Regions from separate parts of the Mus musculus genome. Here region 2 is linked to region 1. The links are chromatin contacts, called in public promoter capture Hi-C maps. All regions are on one chromosome and are shown on one strand. The core of a region is the stretch at or near the end of the contact, and the rest is flanking DNA. Distances in the headings are between cores, read along the strand shown. Region 1 holds the start of Naip2 (NLR family, apoptosis inhibitory protein 2). Region 2 holds the start of Naip1 (NLR family, apoptosis inhibitory protein 1).

The links. Promoter capture Hi-C pulls out the DNA fragments that hold promoters and counts their contacts.
Region 2: a promoter capture Hi-C map of stem cell-derived epiblast-like cells shows a contact between it and region 1, with 2.7 times the contacts expected there. The contact joins the promoter of Naip1 here to the promoter of Naip2 in region 1. A contact is called at or near these places in 8 of 39 promoter capture datasets (the 3T3-L1 cell line, cranial neural crest, embryonic stem cells and 4 more), 1 of 115 datasets of contacts at active chromatin or transcription factors (bone marrow-derived macrophages) and 3 of 9 other capture datasets (adipose tissue, liver and pancreatic islet).

The regions. Positions count from the first base shown.
Region 1 is chr13:100,197,002-100,203,861 of GRCm38.p6, reverse strand. It overlaps Naip2 (NLR family, apoptosis inhibitory protein 2), which reads left to right and starts at 1,740. Exons shown (of 16, transcript NM_001126182.2): 1 at 1,740-1,835; 2 at 6,738-6,779.
Region 2 is chr13:100,447,708-100,454,842 of GRCm38.p6, reverse strand. Naip1 (NLR family, apoptosis inhibitory protein 1) reads left to right here and starts at 1,979. Exons shown (of 16, transcript NM_008670.2): 1 at 1,979-2,045.

The DNA of each region.
Region 1 (6,860 bases), core at 491-2,990:
AACCAGCAATGTGAGTTTCCTCTGGCCACTTCCCTGACTGGGCCTGGGGTAGTAGAGAAAAAATTAAGAGTGCCCAGTCATTGTGTTATCCAAGGCATTTCAAGATTAACTGATTAACTGGTGTGAGTGACTGTGTGTGTGTGTGTGTGTGTGTGTGTGTGTGTGTGTGTGTGTGTGCATGTGTGTTCTATTTGTGCTACAGTGGGTCTACTCTAGGGTCTATGACCTACCTCCCCAGCCATGAACTTTGGACAAGGATTACAAAACCAGGCAGGAAATTCCCTTCAGTAGACTGCCCTCAAATGTAATCAGAATGAGGTTTGCTATGTCATCGAAGACATGGCATTATTGCACAAGAAGAAATCCTTGGCCTAGTGGAATAGTGGTGATATAGCAAGCAGAGACCAGCACTGAGAAGATCATTGATGCCCTCCTCACAACTTCCTGCAGTCTGCATAGCATCTTCTGGCACTGTAAAAGCTAGGATGTTTCCTAGTCAGTTTGAGACTGATTCACTTATGCCCTGCAACAAAAATATTTATATATAGTCTTACTCAAGGGGCTTTATAGTTGTTACTCCTTTTTCCCAGCAAGCTCTCCCTTCTGTTCTAGTCAGAGTTCTCTAAAGGAATAGAACTGATAGGCTATACAGATGTAGGTCTACATTTAAAGATAGATAGATAGACAGACAGACAGACAGACAGTAGATAGATAGATAGATAGATAGATAGATAGATAGATAGATAGATAGATATGGATATATAACCAAATACATGGGATTTATGAGACTGACATACAGGATATAGTCTGGATAGTCTAACAATGGCTATGTGAGACATATTGTCCTATGATGTGTGTGACAGTCATTGTTAGAATGGCTGAGAATTGGTAGTTAGTTGTTTAGTCTACAAGACTGGATGTCTCAGCAGTCTCAACTTGGCACTGGAGTCCTAGAGGATTCCTGAAAAGCTGCTGGTTTCAGTCTACCTTTTAATCATGCAGGAGATGGTTCTAATACCAATGAAGAAGTGCCACAGCAACAAGATAGATGAACTTGCCCAGTGATAGTGAGGGCACACCAATGTCCTTCTTCTGTGTCTTTTTATCTGGGCAGCTACCAGAGAGTACTCCCTACTGTTAGAATGAGTCTTCCTCCTTCAAGTAACCTGATCAACAAAACTACTCTCAGAAATGCCCAGAGTTTGAATTCTATTTGATTGAAAGTGTAGTAAGGTTGAAAACCAAGATTAGCCATCTCACGATGATTTGAGAGTTCTATAAAGGATCAAAGGATCAGGTGTTGAAATGGAATACCCATTGTACTATTCTAGGAGTGGAAACTTGATTGTTTTCGAGGTGGGATCTATGTAAGCTGATTAGAATAAATCATTGAGGTGAAGATCCCATTGGATCCTGGTGAGTTCCTAAGATAGATCAAAAACAGTCCCTGTTCATAGACACATGGTAAATAAAATAATTTTAGAAAATTAAAAACAAAAGTTGACAGGAAAGAGAGGGTGGAAGGAGGGTGTTCAGATGCAGATGTTAGTAGAAGACACTGTGTCTGGGCCTACACTGTGGTCTGAATGTGAAATACCCACACAGGCAGCTCATGGTTTGAGAATTTGGTTTCCAGCTGGTGACACTGCTGGGTAAGAGTTTGGATCCTTTAAGAGGTGGAGCATGGTGGAGGGTGTGGGCCACTGGAGACTCTATAGCCTGGTGCCACTTCCTGTTCATTTTCTCTGCCCCCTTGCTGCTGATGCACTGTGACCAGCTGGCTTCCTGCTCCTGCCAAGCCTTCTGTGCCACCTTGAGATACAGATCTTCATACTGTAAGCCAGAATAAGCCTTCTTTTCTGTGAACTGCTTTTGTCAGGGTTATTTTATCCCAGCAACAGAAAAGGTAACTCCAGGCTGTGCGAGGGGAAATGAAAGTAACTAAGCCTAGCCTTAGTCTGTCAAGGCAGGGCCAGCTCCTCTCTACAGGGAAGGAGCAGGAAGCTAGCGTTGGGTAACTGTGTCTATAGATAAGAACATGACCTTTGTCTCTTAATTGCTAAGGAAACGATGTGTGTGTGTGTGTGTGTGTGTGTGTGTGTGTGTGTGTGTGTGTGTGTGTGTGTGTTTGGAGAGAGAGAGAGAGAGAAAGAGAGAGAGATCATGAGACAACTGTAAATATAACTAGTCAAAGACTTGAGGATTGATAGAACTCCAGGCGACCAATGCTGGTCATTTTAATACTTATGACAAGGAGGGGTTTTGTTTTTGTTTTTGTTTTTACCTTGTTAGGGATAGTCATATGTGGTATCTATTTCACTAAGGAAACTCCTCCTGGATATTATCTGATGAAAGAGTGTGCCTTGTCTTAAAAGATTCAACTTGACCAGGTATGGTGGCACATGCTTATAGTCCAACACTTAAAAAGCTGAGGCAGAATGGTGCCAACTTAGAGGCTGCCAAACACTATAAATCAAGGCCCTGACCCGCAGCTTTCACAAAAATGTAGTAGCTAGGAAAATTCCAAATTGAATGAGGTTGATAAAGCATGATGTGAAAGATTTAACTCTACCTAGAAGCAGATTTGATATTCCTTTGAGAGTGTTGAAGTGGGTGGATTGGCCATATGCTTATATGAAGGTGTTCTTCATTTTGTTATATTTCATTATTTGATAACTTCATATCTGAGTACTCTGTTTACATTATTTCAACCCACCCCTCTCCCATCCCACCAAACTGCCTCTCAAATTCCAGAGCCTTTCTTTAATTATCTCACACACACACACACACACACACACACACACACACACACACACACACACACTTACTGAGTCCATCTACTGTTGCTCATATGTGTATGTGTTTGGGGCTGAGCACTTGTGATTAGATAACACTTTAAGGGCTTGTCCCTGATGAAGAATAATTCTCCTCCCAGCAGCCTACACTTCTTCTTACAGAGATGAGGCCCTGTGACATTTTCCCTGTCCACACTGGCATGTCATACAGGTGTCCTTCTCCAGGTCTTGTTTACCCAGCCATATTGTTGAGCTACCATGGGTGCATGGGTGCAGCTTCCCTGTCCTGTAAGGATGATGTTGGCTATGAGTTTGTCATCCACAGGCTTTATTACGTTGAAGTGTGTTCCCTCCAGTCTTTCTCTCTCTAGGACTTTCATCATAAATCCATGTTGAATTTTGTCAAAGGCCTTTTTTGCATCTCTCATGATAGATGGTTATGCAATGTTTGTCAGTGATTTATATTACATTTGTTAACATACAAGTGTAGAGCCATCCCTGCATCTCTGGGGTAAAAGCCAATTTGATTGTATCGGAGGAAATCTTTGATATGTGCTGTTATTTGGTTTGTGAGTATCTTATTGAGAACGTTTGCATCTGTGCTCATGAGATGTGTTGCTGTGTCTCCATGTCGTTTTGGTGCCAAAGAAATACCAATCGAAGAGGATTGAAAGTGTCTCTATGCTTTGAATAATTTGAAAGTAATGGTTGGAGTTCTTTGAAAGTACAGTAGAATTCTTCTGTGAATCTATCTGGAGCTGGGCTCTGTTTACACAGAAGGATTTTTATTATTATTTGATCTCCTTATTTATTATGGGTTTCTTTGGGTTATTGATCTCTTCTTGGCCTAACTTTGAGAGTTTGAATCTAGAAATCTTCCCATTTCCTTTAGATTTTCCAAGTTACTGTGGCATAAGTTTTCAAAGCATTCACTTATGATGCTCTGAATTTTTTGATGCCTGTTTTAGTGTTTCTCTGTTCATCTCTAATTTTATTAATTTGTGTCTCTTCTCCTGTTCTTTTGGTGGATTGAGACAAAGAACTGTCAATCTTGTTCATCTTCTCAAAAAAGTAGATCTTAGATTTAGTGATTCTTTGTTTCTATTTCGTTAACTCATGCTCTAGTTCTTATTATTTCTTCTGTCTCTGGTTTGGGCCTGGTTTGCTCTTGTTTTTCCAAATTTCTTATTTGTACCATTAAGCCATTTATTTGTACTCTTTATGATTTCTTAATGTAGGCCCTTAGTGCTATACATTTTTCTTTTAAAATTTCTCTTAATATGTCCAAGAAGTTTTATTGTGTTGTCCTTTCATTTTCATTTAATTACAGTATTTTCTTTCATTCTTGATTTTTTTCTTGACCTATTTATCACTCAATGTGTTGCTAAGATGTAACACACAATGTGTTGCTAAGTCCCCATGAGTTTCTGTAATCACCAGAGATTCATTTGCTGTTGATTTTAAGCTTGATTGCATATGGTTAGATAGGATTGTTTTTGTTGTTATTCAAAAGACCTGACTATTAGAGAAAGTGAGGCATTAAAATAATCTACTATCATTGAGTTGGAGTTAGTCTGTTTTGAGACCCAGTAGTATACTTTTTATTAAATTGGAAGTGCTAGAATTTTGTGCATATGTGTAATATCTTTTTGGTTAATTGTTGATTAAAATGAAGTATCTTCCTTTATCTCTTCTACTTTGTTAGGTTTTAGGACAGCAATGCCTGCTTGGTTCCTGGTCCCTTTTGCTTAAGATACTTTTGTCCATTTCACAACAATAATGGTTATACAACACCAAGTGCTCAGCCCTGAAATTGTGTATATTGTGTGTGTGTGTGCCTAAATATATTTAAAAAACAGCCTTCCTAGTCCATTTGGTGGTATTTGTTTGGTGTTACTTGTTTGCATATGATTTGAGGGTCCACACTTGGTATTAGACATCAGGGGGCTGATGTCTGGGAAAACTGTTTCTCTGATCTTAACATTCCTTTGTTATCCTTAGCTTTTTGTCTAGGGCAGGGCTCTGGGAGATCCCCTCCATGTCAGCATGTCTATTGGTGTTGTCATCATTCATTACTTGTTTAGGCTGCCACTTTGTTGAGGGTCATGAATGATGCTCCCCTGTCATTTAGGAGCCATAGACTCACAACAGACTTCCTGTTTCTTTGGCTCTTAAAGTCTCCTGGCCCCCTCTCCTGAGACGTTCTCTGTGCCTTAGGGGCAAGGCTCATGTTGTAGATGTATCAGTTGTGCCTGGGCACCCAAGACCATGTGTTCTCTGCATTTTGACTAGCTGTCATTCTCTGTAATGGTCTCTGATGAAGGCAGTTTCTCAGTTGAGGCTCATTCTTCCCACATGACCTAATTTTTGTTAAGGTGACAAAAAATGCTAACCAATCAAGGAGTTGAGACCATTAATATAAAGTTATTATTGAAAGCGTGTGTTGAGTGCTGCCATTTCATTGTTGTTTGTGGTCTTAGTCCTACTTTGTGTTTCAGTAATTATAATTTTGTTTATTTTCTTTAGTCTCTTGGCTATGCTTATTTTCAGTCCAAAGTATTGCTTCTTTGTTGTGCTGACTTACTGAAAAAGAATTCTTTGACTCTGTTTATATCTTGAAGAGTTTTTCTTTGTCCTTCAACTATGAAAGATAGTTTTGTTAAGCATAGTAATTTAAATTGGTGTCTTAGTTAGGGTTTCTATAGTTGCAATGAAACACCATGACCAAAAACCAAGCTGGGAAGGAAATAACATTCACCTTATACTTCCACATCATAGTCCATCATTGGAGGAAGTTGGGACAGGAACTCAAACAAGGCAGGAACCTGGAGGCAGGAGCTGATTCAGAAGCCATGGAGGAGTGCTACCTATTGGCTTGCTTCTCCATGGCTTGCTCAGCCTGCTTTCTTACAGAATCTAGATCATCAGCCTAGGGATGGCACCATCCACAATAGTCTGGCCTTTGCTCTATCAATCATAAATTTAAAAAATGACCCACAGCCTGATTTTATGCAGCAGTCTCTCAATTGAGACTCTCTCCTTACAGATTACTATATATTGTGTCAAATTGATATAACACTAGCTGGCATGACTGCTGACTTTGGATTCTTCCCTTTCTTCTGTGCTTATAATTAGAAGACGTTGGTTTTTTCATGATGTCCCAAAGGTCTTGCATGCTCCTTTCATGTGCTTTTAAAGAGTTTACATATTATTTCCTTGAATGGTCCAGGTCTTCCATTTTATCTAATACTTTAATATCTAATATTAGGATAAACCTAATATTCTACTTCTACTTGATCCTTTCTATTGGTAAGTCTTTGATTTAATTTATTTGAAAAGCACTGTTTCATTGTACAGATGATTCAAAATTTCTAAAACTCAAGGGAAAGTGACAATTAACCAGATAACCACTAGAAGGGGCTGGTTAACTGAGAGAAAACACAATCTGACATAAATGGCAAAATTACTAGCATTTACTTGGGTTACTCTTAAAAAATCCCAACTTACAGAGTTAATTTACTACATACCAGATAAAGAAAGGGGGCACAAATATTGGCTAAGTTCCTTGAGAAATAACATGCTTTGAGAATTCTGTAAATTATTGTTTTCAAGGTTACTGGGTTGGGTTGGGGTGGATGTTGGAAAGAAGTAGACATATGTGTGGCTTTGAACGATAGCATACTCTTGGAGAACTTCAAGCAGCCATTTTCCAGTGGGCTCTGATGGAGCCACAAAACCTGTTTCAAGGAAGTATCAGCTACTTGTACCCACTACTGGAGCCTCTCCTCACAGCTCATGCCTGTCACCCTGGATGTCACTGGGATGCTGGGCTGGGAAGCCATGGAAACTCATTCTCCCTTAGAACATCAGGTCTCAGTTCGTAATCGACTTTAGTTCCTGTTAGAGAGACACAAAGTGCTGATATGTGAAATCTCATTGCAGGAAACCACCCGAGGAAGAAGCAGGAACCTGACTGAACTGAAGGTAAAAGGACCTCAGGGGACCGTTAACTAGAGACAGTGCCTGACAGACACCAGAATCCATGGTGGATGCATGTGGTTGAGT
Region 2 (7,135 bases), core at 730-3,229, 250 kb before region 1:
CTTCGAGTTTAAGGACGGACAGTCTGTTCTACTTGAGTTTCAGGAAAGTCAGGGCTATACAGAGATCCTGTCTCAAGACAAATAAAAACAAACAAAAGAAGCACAGCATCTTACATATAGTTTATAGGTGAAATGGGACAAAATCAGCAGAAAATAATTATACAGTTGGGATGAAGTCAGCAGGAAGGTAATGAAGAAATGTTTCACAAAGGGAACACAGGATATATATATATTTAAAGATATAATTATTTATTATGCCTCAGTACAATGTAGCTGTCTTCAGACGCACCAGAAGGGGGCATCAGATCTCATTTCTGATGGTTGTGAGCCACCATGTGGTTGCTGGGATTTGAACTCATGACCTTTGGAAGAGCAGTTAGTGCTCTTAACTGCTGAACCATCTCTCCAGCCCACAGGATATTTTAAGTGCAACACAGACCCTACCACAAAGCAGCCTTGGCACTGAAATACCAGTCTCATCAAGGCTGAAATGCCAAGTTCCCATGAACTGAAATCTTAAAAATTTCAAGGTTGTGGCTCTGCTCCCAGTCAGAATCTTGTCTAATCTGCAAAGATATAGAAGCCAATTCCCTTTGTCCTTTCATAAGGGCTTCTGAGAGCCTTAGATCAGCCAGCTTCTCAACAAAAGTCTTTCATCTTGGAGAGAAGCTCCTTAAGATACAGGGTGTTTGAAAGGAGGCAAAACATCCATCCTGCAGGAAGAACTGTTAAATTCAAAAAGTAAATAACTCAAAAGCTTCAGGAAGTTCCTGAAACTGACTAGATTCTCTATGCCTCTCCCTCCCTATGCATGTAAAAGTGGTGAGAACTACCTAGATGCAATCTCAAACCATCTGAGATGAGCTAAACTGATTGGAAGTGGCTCAGAACAATAGAACTACCTGGAAGGTACACTTTTCAGCCTGAGCTGCCTATGGGTAGTATGGTATGCTCTGGGTTTCTAGCTGTGGTGAGCTGTCTCTTGTGCTGGGATGATACAACTTTTGAGTCATTTCTGCTTCCATAAATAACTCTTCACCCAACTTCCTGTAAAGTAACCTTAGTAAAACTCACTGGATCAAATCAAGTTAGATTTATTTAGCGATATATATATATGTATGTATGTATGTATGTATATTTCAGGTAATTGTGAGCTGCCTGGTATGGAAGCTGGGAATTGAATTTCTATCAGAGCAGTTAGTAATCACTCTTAACCACTGAACCATCTCACCAGCCCCAGATCTTTTTTTTTTTAATATAGGATTTCTCTGTATAACTCTGGCTAGCTGGGATTAAAGGTATATACCACCACACCTGGCCTCAAGTAGGACTTTGGTGGTATTCTTTGGTTGGTTCCCTATTAGGGCTGAGTAGATGTCTCCCCAAGAATAGTGTCACAAAAACTAAAATCCTAAATTGTTCAAAATGAAATACATCTTCTAGGACTTATTATCTTCTTGGGTCCTGACTAACCATGTTAATACAATATAGAGCCTTAACTAGTAGCTTCCTCAACTGTGAAATTTGAGTCTTAGTTCCTCAAATACTTGGTTTTTCCTTAAAGGGCTTCTGTGAGATCCTATGCAAAACAGTCAGTTGGGGAGATGGCCATCCCAAGGATTTACCTAGTTGGAGGGGAGTTCTGATCTACACCACATGATTCTACCATGTGTAAACCTCACCACAAGCATACACATACTAAAACATTTTATTTAATAAAAGAAAGATGAGCATAACGATGAGGTGGGATATACATAGAAAGTTCCTGGAGAATACTGGTTCTTGATTATTGTCAAATGATTGTACAGTAGCTCTTGTGTTTGGATATTTTTGTCCAGCTACTAGTGCTGTTTGAACAGTTTGTGGAACCTTTAAGAGGCGGAGCCTCATCAGAGGGAGTGAGTAGTTGGATACAGCCTTATGCGTTTATAGCCTGGCCCAATTCTTTCTTTCTCTGCTTCTTCACTGAGAATGTAACGTGACCGGTAGACTCTGATCCTTCTACCAAACCTTCCGTGCCATGGTGGAATTTATCCCTTCAAATTGTAAGTCTGAACAAACCTTTTTTTCTATTAAGTTACTTTTGTCAGGGTATCTTAGCCCAGCAAAAGGAATACTGCAGCTTGTGTTGAAGAACATGAAGTAACTAATCAAAGCTGCCAAGCCATGGCCAGTTCCTTGTGTAAAGGGGTGGAACAGGAAGCTACAGTTGGGTAATTGTGTGTTTTGATTAAGAACATGACCTTTGTCTCGTCATCTTTAAGGCGACTTTAAGGGGAAGACATCACAAGACCACTAAAGATAACTAGTGAAAGATTTAAGCAGCCCTGTTCCTGTTGGGCTTCAGAGGCCTGATTTCTGGGGACTTTATACACAAGTGATAAAGAGTTGTCTTGAAAATATTATTAGGTTTTGTTAAATGTGATCAATCACTTCTTCCCCCTGCCCATCCTGCACTTCCCTTCTCCTTCTTGCTTTGGCCCCGCTTGCTCCAGCCCATAGAGTTTTTAAAATTTGTTTCTCATTATTGGTGTTTGTGAGCCAACATGTGGTTGCTGGGATTTGAACTCATGACCTCCGGAGGAGCAGTCAGTGCTCTTAACCGCTGAGCCATCTCACCAGCCCAAATGTGATCATTCCTACTTGACTGCCAGATGTGTCTTTAAATCAAAAGGTGTACTTTACCTTAAATGTCTTCAGTTTGCACAGAATCCCCACACTCAGGAGACTGGGCAGGATGGTGTCAACTTTGAGGTCAACTTGGGTTTATAGCATGACCCTGTCCCTAAAGCAAAATAAAAATGAATGGAACAAATGAAAGCCTTCAGTACGCTGCAGTTTTTGTAGAGAGATGGGTAGAAGACAAATTTCATTCTGGATGAAAAGATCAAGGTAGAGTGTGTAAGATGTTATAATGAGGATCTGGTCCACTCTAGCTATAGGTATGCATCGAATACTCCTGTGGGGTAACTGAGATGCTGAAAATGCAGACAAGGACCTGAGGATTGGTCATAGCAGACAGTGAGGTGTTTGTAAGGTTCCCTTTGGTCTAAGTAATGATTTACTTTTCAGAAATTCTCTAAGTGGATGACCTCTAGCCTGAGTCAGATGTTGGAATAGAAAGAGGTTGTTTTAGACTAACTTGATCTTTTGTATTGGATGATGACCCGAAGAACAATGTCATTCATTAGGACGGAACAATGAGACTGAAAAGATCTCAGGCCTAGTAAACTAGATGGTAATTTTGATTAGAAATGGCCTCCAAAAAGGAGGAAATTAAAGGAATTACCTCTGAAATGTCAAATGATTTGGTAACTAAAGCCAGTAACTGGTTATAGGGTCTGTCTCACCAACTCCTCAGTCTGTGAAAGCAACAGAGCAAATTTCTAATTTCTTACAGCCTTGCCTTCTGCTGACACAAAGGCAGAACTTACGGTGTCTATAAAGCAGTTCTTATGGTTGCACATGGTGGAAAACACCCATTATCCCAGCAACCAGGAAGTGGAGACAGAACTATTGAGAACTACATGGTCAGTTCCTGACTCAAATGTCCATATCAAAGAAAGAATCAAAAAACCCAAGTAGGCAGGTCTTCTGTTAGTGCCATGCCTGGTGCTGTTTTTGAAGTGTACTAAGAAACTTCTTTTCTTTCTAAATGAAATAAATCAGCAAAGAATGTGATGTGATGAAGGCCTTGGGCGTTCAGTGTGGACTACAAATCTCAGGGCATTTGTAGTGGTCTGAATAAAATAGCCTGAAGGTAGTGAGGAAACTTTAATGGTGTGACTATTCCATGGTACATAATGTATTGACATAACTAATCTTGCCAATTAGAAGCAAAGGCAGTTAATTTGTGTGTGTGAAAATCACTTAGAGATTTTAGAGGAAAAAATTCCTACACTTGAACATTAATATGTGCACTTTTATTATTTATAAACTCTACAATATTATAATCAAATCATATGCCTGATAAATATGATCAGATAAACTATGATATACATATACAAAATTATAAATTTAACAAGGCAGTGTCAAGTATGGACACAAGCTATCTTATGTGTTTGTATCATGAAAGTATTATGTTAAGTGAATGTCACTAATTAGGAGGACTATATATTACTGTCCAGTTTTGTGAAATGTCCAGAATATGTAAATTTAACAAGGCAGAGTAAACTAGGTACCCACCAACTGCTCTCTACTCCCTGACTGAAGACACAATTTGATCAGCTGTCTCAAAATCCTGGCACCATGATTTCTATGTCATGTCGAATATGCCCTAAGACTGTAGTCTCCAGCCTGGAGAGTTTATATTCTGGGATGTGGGAGAGTAAAAGTCAAGCCAATCTGGCCAGTTCAGGCTTCTCTGATATAATGTGGAAGAAATCTTTTTCTTTTCTTTCCTTTTTAAAGAAAAGATTCATTTATTTTATGTATGTGAGTACATTGTAGCTGTCTTCAGACACACCAAAAGCAGGCATCGGAACCCATGCAGCATCATACAGGTGGTTGTGAGGCTGGGAATTGAACTCAGGACCTCTGGATGGGCAGTCAGTGCTAATTGCTGACCCATCTTTCCAGCCCCCAGAAATCTTTTTCTCTAGATAGTTCTTTTTAAAAATATTGTTTTCCTTATTATTTGATAGTCTCAAGTATCTTTTTTTATTAAAAAGACATATATCTTTTTATGATATATATGGTATATCTTTTAAAATTTTTCCAAAAATTTATTGACTGCATATATTCTGTTAGTTTGTGTGTTAAAATCCTTTAGGTACTTTATTTACAAAGCTTCATACATCCATATGATGTATCTGGGTCATACCCCACCCCCCTTATTCCTACTCACACACCCCATACAGGTCCTTTCCCATCTTCATGTCCTTTCTTTTTTCATCAACAACTGAGTTCAACTAGTACTGTCTGTATGGGTATGGGGTCATGCTCTGTGTCATAGTGGATCTACAACTGGCCACACCCTTGGCAGAAAACACCTGACTCTGTTCCATAGCATCTGTAAACTGCCAATAAATTATTCAGTTAGGACTGGACCTTATGAGCCCCTCCCTGTCTATGCTAGAATACTGACTGCCTTAAGGTTATGAGGTCTTGTGCAACTAACCACAGCTGCTCTTGAGTTCATGAGTTCAATGTCCATGTCATATCTAGAAAAACCACATTTTACGGCTTTCTTCCTCATTCTCTAGCTCTTATTTTCCTCCTGACCTCTCATGCATGATGTTTCCTAAGCCTCATGGGGGTGAGGTTGATATAGATGTCTCTTTTATGGCTGATCATTCAAGAGTTACTTATTCTGAACACTTTGGTCAAGTAGGAATTCATACATTGACTTCTCCCCACTGCAGAAAGAACTTCTTTTTTTTTTTCCCATTTTTTATTAGGTATTTAGCTCATTTACATTTCCAATGCTATACCAAAAGTCCCCCATACCCACCCACCCCCAATCCCCTACCCACCCACTCCCCCTTTTTGGCCCTGGCGTTCCCCTGTACTGGGGCATATAAAGTTTGCGTGTCCAATGGGCCTCTCTTTCCAGTGATGGCTGACTAGGCCATCTTTTGATACATATGCAGCTAGAGTCAAGAGCTCCGGGGTACTGGTTAGTTCATAATGTTGTTCCGCCTATAGGGTTGCAGATCCCTTTAGCTCCTTGGGTACTTTCTCTAGCTCCTCCATTGGGGGCCCTGTGATCCATTCATTAGCTGACTGTGAGCATCCACTTCTGTGTTTGCTAGGCCCCGGCATAGTCTCACAAGAGACAGCTACATCTGGGTCCAGAAAGAACTTCTTTGACCAAGACAGAGCTACAGTAATCAGTAGGAATAAGCATTCAGGAAGCTGTTTGACGACATGACCATAGAGTACAACATTAGTAATAGGTTGCTGCCCTGGTTGGCTTTGGAAGTCAGGTTGACACAGATTATAATCATCTAAAAGGAGAATCTCAGTTGAGGAAATTCAAGGATCTTATTGCTCTGTAGAGATACTCGCTTGATTGTTAATCAGTGTAGGAGGCCCCAGCCCACTGAAGGCAGTTCCATCCCTAAGTAGGTGATCATTAATTATATAAAAAGGCTAGCTGATTATAAGCTGGTCTGTGAACCAGCTGACAAGCAACAGTCTACATAAGGTAATGCTTTCTTCTTTGACTGTGAAGTGAGTTGCTTAGTTGGAGGTAATGCTGTGTGGAATAGCAGGCAGACCTGTCTTCAGGCTCCTGCCTTGACTTCCTTTAGTGGTGGACTGTGACTTGGACTTGTGAGCTGAAAGAAATCGTTCCTTTCCTAAGTTGCTTTTGGTCTTAGTATTTATCACAATATCATAAAAGAAAAGTAATTAGAGTAGTTGCCCCATAGGGTCTATGACCTTCCAGCTACAGGCACTTTAAAAAAATATCAGTCTGCAGCCTTGGCTGGCTTAGAACTTGCTATGTAGACTAGACTTATCTCAAACTCACAGAAATCTTCCTACCTCTGCCTTCTGTGTGCTGGAATTAAAACCATGTGCCACCATACCCAGTCTAACCAAAGGCTTTCAGCCTGGTTTACAGTGGCAGGCATGGATTTCTCCTATGTGAAGCAGCCCTGAGATCTAATCAGAAAGCCATTTCTGTCACGCCTCTGTGCTACAAGTGTGCATCTCTCACTTCAAACATTTAGAATTACTTAGGCCTATTTAAGTATTTAATTTGAAACACTGTATTACAGTGATTGACAACTTTCTTAGTTATATGAACTTTTAATATAGTTCCTCATGTTGTGGTGACTTCCAACCATAAAATTACTTTTGTTATGACTTCACAACTTGTAACTTTGCTACTATATGAATCTTAATGTAAACATCAGTGTTTTCTGATGGTCTTACTCGACTCCTGTGAAAGGGTCCTTTGACCCTACAGATTGTGAACCACAGATCTATAGGCTATAAGGTAATGTTGATCGATTCAGCCTTCATTGAAGACACAAGTATATTGTATAACTGCAACGCATTATTCAGAAATTTCTTATGGTCTGTGGTCTTGCACGCGCTCTGCACACGCTCAACTGGCCAGGAAGAACGACGCTGCAACAGGATCCTTCTGCACACGTTTATTGGGAGAGCATTGATTGCATAGGCA